Linked DNA regions of Cyprinus carpio: region 2 is linked to region 1. Evidence: chromatin contacts called from public Hi-C data. All regions are on one chromosome and are shown on one strand. The core of a region is the stretch at or near the end of the contact, and the rest is flanking DNA. Distances in the headings are between cores, read along the strand shown.

Region 1 (3,544 bases), core at 273-2,772:
ATGATGAGAGATAAACGCAATGGTACAAGTAGATTACTCAAATGATAATAGTCTTTTAACATTTGGTTTTCATCTCCTATGTTCTAGTCCTTCTTTGACCTTTCTGTTTGAGAGTGTGCGCTCAAACAGTGTAAATTGCCTGTTTTTTTGTCTTCCATCTGTCAGTCTGTCTGTAGCCCCTCCCCAGCACCACCTGCAAAGAGTCTTTGACATCACCTGTGCCATCTGTTCACACACACACTGCCGTACGGACGATTCTTATTTGTCCATGAAAAACCCAAAACAGTTCCAGCCCTTAAATATTAGCTTTCTATATAAATAAACTTTAATCCACCCAGTGGCGGCACCAGCTTAACGCAGACCTGGAATAATAGGACCGGAATATCAAGTGGGATTCCCGCCTACTGCAAACTGCTAGTCAGCAGTATTAAACCAGTTTAACCAGAATCAAAACGGCTTTGGAAATTAAAGCCAGTGCAATTTGTAAACAAACACCGGGTTTTACACTAAACGATTATCTGCATTCACACAGAATCATACAACTACCAGAATGCACTGCCACTGACAACCACTGAATTCTGCTGAAAAGTGATTCATCAAATGGAACTGAAGTATCTGGGGCCATAAAAGTGCCAGGAAAGTGTGATTAAGAACTGCAGAGTCTGACTGATACATCAACTTACATTTAAATCTAGTGAAACTCTCAGCCAGCTGCAGAGCTCTTACAGTTAACCATGACGAGTGATTCATTGCTCTTTTATGAACAGATGCGAGAGAAAAGAGAGCAAGAAAAAATGAGCAAGTTTATATTTAAATGCAATCAACAATAAGCATAATAATAAAAATAATAAGATACAGATTTATATAACTACATGGAATATTGTAAAAAATCATAATCCATGCGTGAATGAAAAAAAAGTTTTTTTATATATTTATAAATTACTATTGTGACATTAGATTTTTTAAAAATTGTTTTTATATGGTTTCAATAAATTCTATAATGCTTTAAAGTAATAAATCCTAATGGTTTAGTAACATATAGTAGTGATAACCATAGAGTATACATTTAAATGCAATAAACAATAATTATTTTAATACATAATATTATATGCAATATAGTAAATAATTTTGTATAAAAACGTGTATTTTTCAGAATTGTGTATATACATTTTAGGTTTATTTATTAAATAGGCCCTTCGCAATGCTTTAGCAAACATGCCGTACCTTTCACTAGTAGTGATAGCTGTATGTTGACGTGAAAGGAGGTTTATGTCAGTGACTGGAGCTGTGTTCTGTTCTATTTGGAGTTCATTTCTGACCTCCTTAACAACTCACAGTGCTCAAGAACTTCAGTCAGAATGACACAGACCCTATTTATAGTGTGTGCTTTAGGGAGGATACAGTCCCTGGTGAAATCAGTTCAAAACTTCACTTTTAAAAAGGCTCAACTCCATCCCATCTCACACACTGAATTCATGAGGACGTCTAATGCTATATGTGAGCAACATGTAGGCAGTGAATACTTGTGGCTGAGCATGCCTACTCTGAAATATTGAGTGCGTATTAGGGCTGCACGATGTGTCATTTAAGCATTGATATCGCGATGTACGAATCCACGATAGTCACATCGCAGGATGTGCGATGTAGGCTGTCGTAGTTGATCCAACAAACACTCAACTAACACTGCAGCTGCTCCCCGTCCTTGACGAATGTGATTCGCAGATTAATTGCACAGCTTAACCATCATAGAGTGAAAGTTTATCATTTGCATGTGTTTTTAAGTCCTGTCAGTTTAACAGGGCGCATATAAGAACGAGCAGAGAGAGAGAGAGAGAGAGAGAGAGAGAGAGAGAGAGAGAGAGAGAGAGAGAGAGAGAGAGAGAGAGAGAGAGAGAGCCCCGGCCGCGCGCGCTCAACTTCACCGTCTTCGAACAACACGAGCGCTGTCTTGCTCTCTCTCCCTCGCGCATATTAAGCAAAATCAATTGACAGGATGGTGTCAAAAAAAAAAAAAAAAAAAACTATCCAGTGATGAAATGTTTTCTGTGTTGTCAAATCTTGTGCGATATCCTAAACTGCTGAGATAATTACACAACGCGTGCCGTACACGTCTGATTTGCGAACTAATGATTCCTTTGAACCGATTCAATTTAATGAATGGTTTAAACAACTGAGTCCAACACTGAACTCGCGAGACGTCTGAATTGGTGTATAAAAAAAATCTGTAACACTTTACAATAATGTTTCTATTTATTAAACTATTTAACTACATTATTTAACATTTACTATTACTAAACTGCACTTCTACAACATTGTTAATTTCAACATTTATAGGCTTTAGCCTTCATTGTTGAAATCAAAAGTTGTGCAGTATTTGTTAACATAGTTAATGCACTGTGAAGTAACATTACCAAACAATGAACAGCTGTGTTTTTATAAACTAAGATAAACAAAGATTAAATATAGTATAAATATATAAATAATACTTTGATGTTTAAATCATTTAAAATGAGAATGTAAGTGTGCTCACCCCATTTTTGTTTTTAAGAAAAAATTTGATTAGATTTCATATCGCAATATATATCGCAGAAAAATAAAATATCGCAATGTAATTTTTTCCCAATATCGTGCAGCCCTAGTGCGTATGCGTGTAACCATGTGTCTTGTGTTAGTATGTGATTTGAAACGGTGAATTAGCTTGTGCAAATCTGTGAATTAGTATGCAGCTGGCCAAAGAGTGAGAATTTTGTGTGTGTATACACTACATATAGTGTGGGCTGCATATAGTGAGGGCAGTTTTAATAACTCAGACAAATTCTGCATCCTTCTGGACTCACACATCACTACACAGACACAGGCACTTGTCTAATTTGAGTGAGTCAAGCTGTTCATTAACTCTGTCTGACTGCACATTTGAATACGTAACTGAAGAACTGCAGAAAGCAGAAGTGACTCCCCGTGATCACATTCTGGTCCAGGATCCGTATCTTAAAACCATGACGACATTGCTGAAATCTGTGCTGATGAACTACAGCATTAGCCTGAACTCTTTCATCAGTCATCCATGAAAAAAATAATCTACTATGATAGATGCACCAGGTTCAAAGTGCTCAAAATACAGCCCACAAAATATCTGAATTTTCAATAATAAATAGCTGAGTTGCGAATAAAGAATCAATTGTGGTCTGTTGTCTGAACTTCTCATATAAACACACCATCAGCAAAAAATACCCACATAAACACAGAAGTTGAGAAACAAGCTCTCCTGCTCTGGCTATGCTCGGAATAGATGTATGCTGCACAGTGCACACTAAATAGTGTATATTTTTAAAGACAAAAATAATGTTAACTAGTATTATGCTACTGTATGGTTCATGATGCCACATGACGTCATTACATGCATGTAATTCTTTGACTGACAAGAATTACATGCATGTAATTTTTTTTTTTTTTTTTTACCGTATTTCTGATTATATAAACGCAGCCTTGGTGAGCAGAAGTGGCTTCTTGACATGGAAGTGTATATTAAAATTGCAGTTTATGT
Region 2 (3,544 bases), core at 651-3,150, 61 kb after region 1:
CCATATACATTTACACATGAAGTGGAAACACTTACTGAGATTTTAACAACTCTGTTTGATAACAATTGCATTTTAAGTAAAAATATCACAGTTTTACTCTGCAACAGCACTCAGGTCTGGTCTTGTAATGTGAACGGCATGCGATAACGCTAAATTAAATATTTTAATAGCTAGCTGAAAGCTATGTAAATTCTGTTAATGACATAAGCAAGAATACTTAATATACTGTATTAGCGTTCTGATCTTTTTGAATTCTATCTGTTTTCTTTTAATTTATTAAACAATTAACAAAAGCAAAAAAGACCTCTAACACTAGCTTGCTCTATTCTTTTTCTATTCTATCTGTTTACTTTTTACTTATTATATTATTTAAAAAGCCCTTGCTACGTGTACTGCGTTAAGCTAACTGAGACTTGTTATAGCACTTGTATATCATTGCTCTTTTGTTGTTTTTGATTGCTTCCATTGTCCTCATTTGTAAGTCGCTTTGGATAAAAGCGTCTGGTAATTGACTAAATGTAAATGTAAATATTGAATTTTTATGACTTTAGGGAGATGTTTGATGAACTGCACACCAAGCATGTTTATATTCTGTCTTTTGGATCTTATCCAAACTAAAAGATAATACAGTATGTGCTCCAAAATGTGTAAGCACTATTTTGTGATAATGACTCAATTATATATTTGTGCATTTAAAAAAAAAAAAATTGTATCACCTGCAAACTCATTGACAAAACTAGTTACTGTTGATGTTTTGATGTAAATAAGAGTAAAATGGAGAAATGAAACAGTGTAAGTCCAGTATTAGTAGAAACTTAAGTGCTGAAACTTTTTCCAAGATTCAAGATTTTTATTCGTCCCATTCATGGTTATACCGAGAATATATAACCAGCAGTGAAATGTAAGTAGATGTACTCTAGGTGAAGGCAGGCACGAGTGATAACAGAAACTTTTCTAGATTTCACTGTGGAGCAGCTGTCAGATTCATGGTGGCTGTGTCTCAAACGCGCCTGTGTTGTCCAAAAACGCTGTCTAGGCAGGCAGCTAAAAAGGCTCTAAGCCGCTGTGACCGGCTTAGGTCCTCTTTGCTTATACATTAGTTCACTCAGCGCCTAAATTTACCGCTTCGCATTTTCATTGGCTGAATTTACAACCGCACAAGAAACTAAACAAAACTGCAGCTGCTAGCGTAAAGCGAAAAGCCGGCGAGCTCTGTCGATTCAACGGCGCGCCGCTGCTGCTTTTGATAGCGAGTGTTGCATTTGGTATCGACCTCCTCACTTTTTCGATGCATGATTCATGAGTTAATCTACACCGAAACAGTGCGTGAGAGTATCCCGAAGTAGAGGCACTGACCTGCGGGGCCTAGCGGCGGCTGCTGCCCGTCCTCCCCGAAGATCAATCTGAAGTCCAGCTCTTCATTCCCGGGGCAGTTTGCAGTAGTCATCGGGTTTGACAGCTCGGGCTCACCCGTGTAAATACGCCGACTCTTTAATAAACACACTACATTGACTACAAATAAAGGCAAAACTTTTAAACTTTTCCTCCGCGCTGTAATTCTCTAAGCCCGGGAAGAAATATTATTGCTTCTCCCTCACAAAAATCCAAACTCTTCGACCTTCTGCGGAGCTTCAGCGATCTCGCAGCGGCTTGAACTTTTTGCCCGTGGCGTGGAGCGGTGGAAGAGGGGCTGAGCGCCTCCTGCTAAGCCTTAGAAAACGAATAAAACTAATAACACCTCATACAGCGACCGTTCATCGAGCTCGTCCGTAATTTCGCTGATGCTCTCCGTCTCGAGCTCCTATCCCAACTTTTACTAACAGCGCGTGACAGGGCAGTTCCAGCGGTGACGTCAGGCGAGTCGGCAGACAACACAAGCGCGCGCACACACGCACTCGATCACTCACGCACAACCTAGCCCTTAGTGGGCTTATGGGTCTTGTAGTTTCTGTGAACTGTTGTTAACTGGAGTTGAATCAGCCGTTCCACGTGTCTCAGTGGATTTTATTTTGAATGCAGTATACTAAAATACATTAAATATAATTTAAATACATTAATATAAATTTTGCGATTTACATAATTTACTATAACTACATATTTTAAATACATTAAAATACATTAAATATAATTTAAATACATTTTTAATTTGTCATTAAGTTTACTTGTTTGCATTTTTTAAAAGCAAAGACATAAATCGTATATCTTTGTTATTTCCAGGTTTAAATTAAATTTTGAATCCCAGATTTTCTGAGTGTTGTCTCAGACCTTTGGACTCCACTGTATATATCTTTACAAATTGTGTTAAACTATAAACCACAGGCTACTTTTGCTCCATAGTCTAGTTTATAAATTGTAGTAAACATTATTATGTTTTGTATTTTCTAATTGAATACAATTTGTTTTTAAAATTGTTACAAATTACAATACTGGCATAAGGCTACAAAATGATTCCAAATCTGAATTTCTGGATTTTTTTTTTATTTTTATTTTTTTGGTATTATCCCTTTTGCTTTAATGATAGCAGCGCTCAAGCTGCATGAACTGCACAGTTTCATAAAAACCTGCTGATCATGTGGGAATGTACCAAAAGAGCATCTTGTGCTTCAACAAAAGCCAGAACATCTAACCATTTATTCAAGTGTTAACATAGCAGTGTCACAAATTTGCTTGATTGATTATCTAAATATTGCAGAAATGAAATATTTCTTCATTTTTCACATCATAAAGTTCTTTCTTTTCAATTTCTCGAAATCATTAAAAACCTGTTTATTTCCACATTTTTAAATGTGTCGTTCTTTATAACCAATTTATAACCAAATGTATATATTCTTTAAGTTTTGGTTTTGTTAAAGAATTTTTTTCAGTACTCATACACTGTATGTACACGGTTATCCAATGACAACCCTATAGAAAAACTATCATTTTCCCAAAATCTTTAAATAGAGTGATGATGGCATAAAAAAAAAAACTATGCCTTAATGTCCATACACAAAATTAAACAAACTCAAATCTGTCTTCACACTCACTCAAACATGAATTCATGTGTGCAGAATTAGAAAATGATACATGGTGCAGATTTCAGTCCACGCTGTAACTATACCTATCTGATGCCTAACAGTCCCAGCATGATGAATAATAGAAAAAAGTGTTATGTTATGGCAAGTCATCAGCAAACATACTTAACCCGTATTACATAACATTATGCAGTGTTTGTTTACCTCACTAACCTATACTATATGACTTTGTTTGAGTAATTGAAGTGCTCCATTCATGTAGAGCACTGTCTCATAGACGAGAGAGAAAAAATTAACACAACACTTCAAATTTAAAACTAATGGTAATCTTTTTAGTTTCTCTGTTGGAGGTATATGATGTTAAATTGTACATCTCTATTATTTGTTTTCCATCCCAAACATTTGTTTTCCTCATATAACTTAATTTTGCTCTGTGGTTGGCACAACAGGATGCTGTGTTTCATCTATAACGGAAAAAAAACACAATATCAGACTATAACTGAGAAAAAGAAAAAAAAGAAGAAAAAAAG

Evidence for each region. A called contact is a pair of places that touch in the nucleus more often than the background predicts.
Region 2: a contact with region 1 is called in a Hi-C map of skeletal muscle, with 5 times the contacts expected there. The contact joins the promoter of LOC109093419 here to the enhancer-like site in region 1. A contact is called at or near these places in 5 of 8 Hi-C or Micro-C datasets (liver, red blood cells and skeletal muscle).

What each region holds. Positions count from the first base shown.
Region 1 is chrB7:20,068,684-20,072,227 of ASM1834038v1, forward strand. All of the region lies in intron 9 of LOC109093419 (nuclear factor of activated T-cells, cytoplasmic 3-like), which reads right to left. Among protein-coding and RNA genes, the nearest start is that of LOC109102082, 44 kb to the left of the region's middle. Within about 2 kb of position 1,523, at least 1 of the 8 cell types and tissues checked has an H3K27ac peak or open chromatin away from gene starts, as enhancers often do. A contact at or near this core is called in skeletal muscle, where this site is marked.
Region 2 is chrB7:20,129,193-20,132,736 of ASM1834038v1, forward strand. LOC109093419 (nuclear factor of activated T-cells, cytoplasmic 3-like) reads right to left here and starts at 1,901. Exons shown (of 10, transcript XM_042727848.1): 1 at 1,357-1,901. The coding sequence starts at 1,447.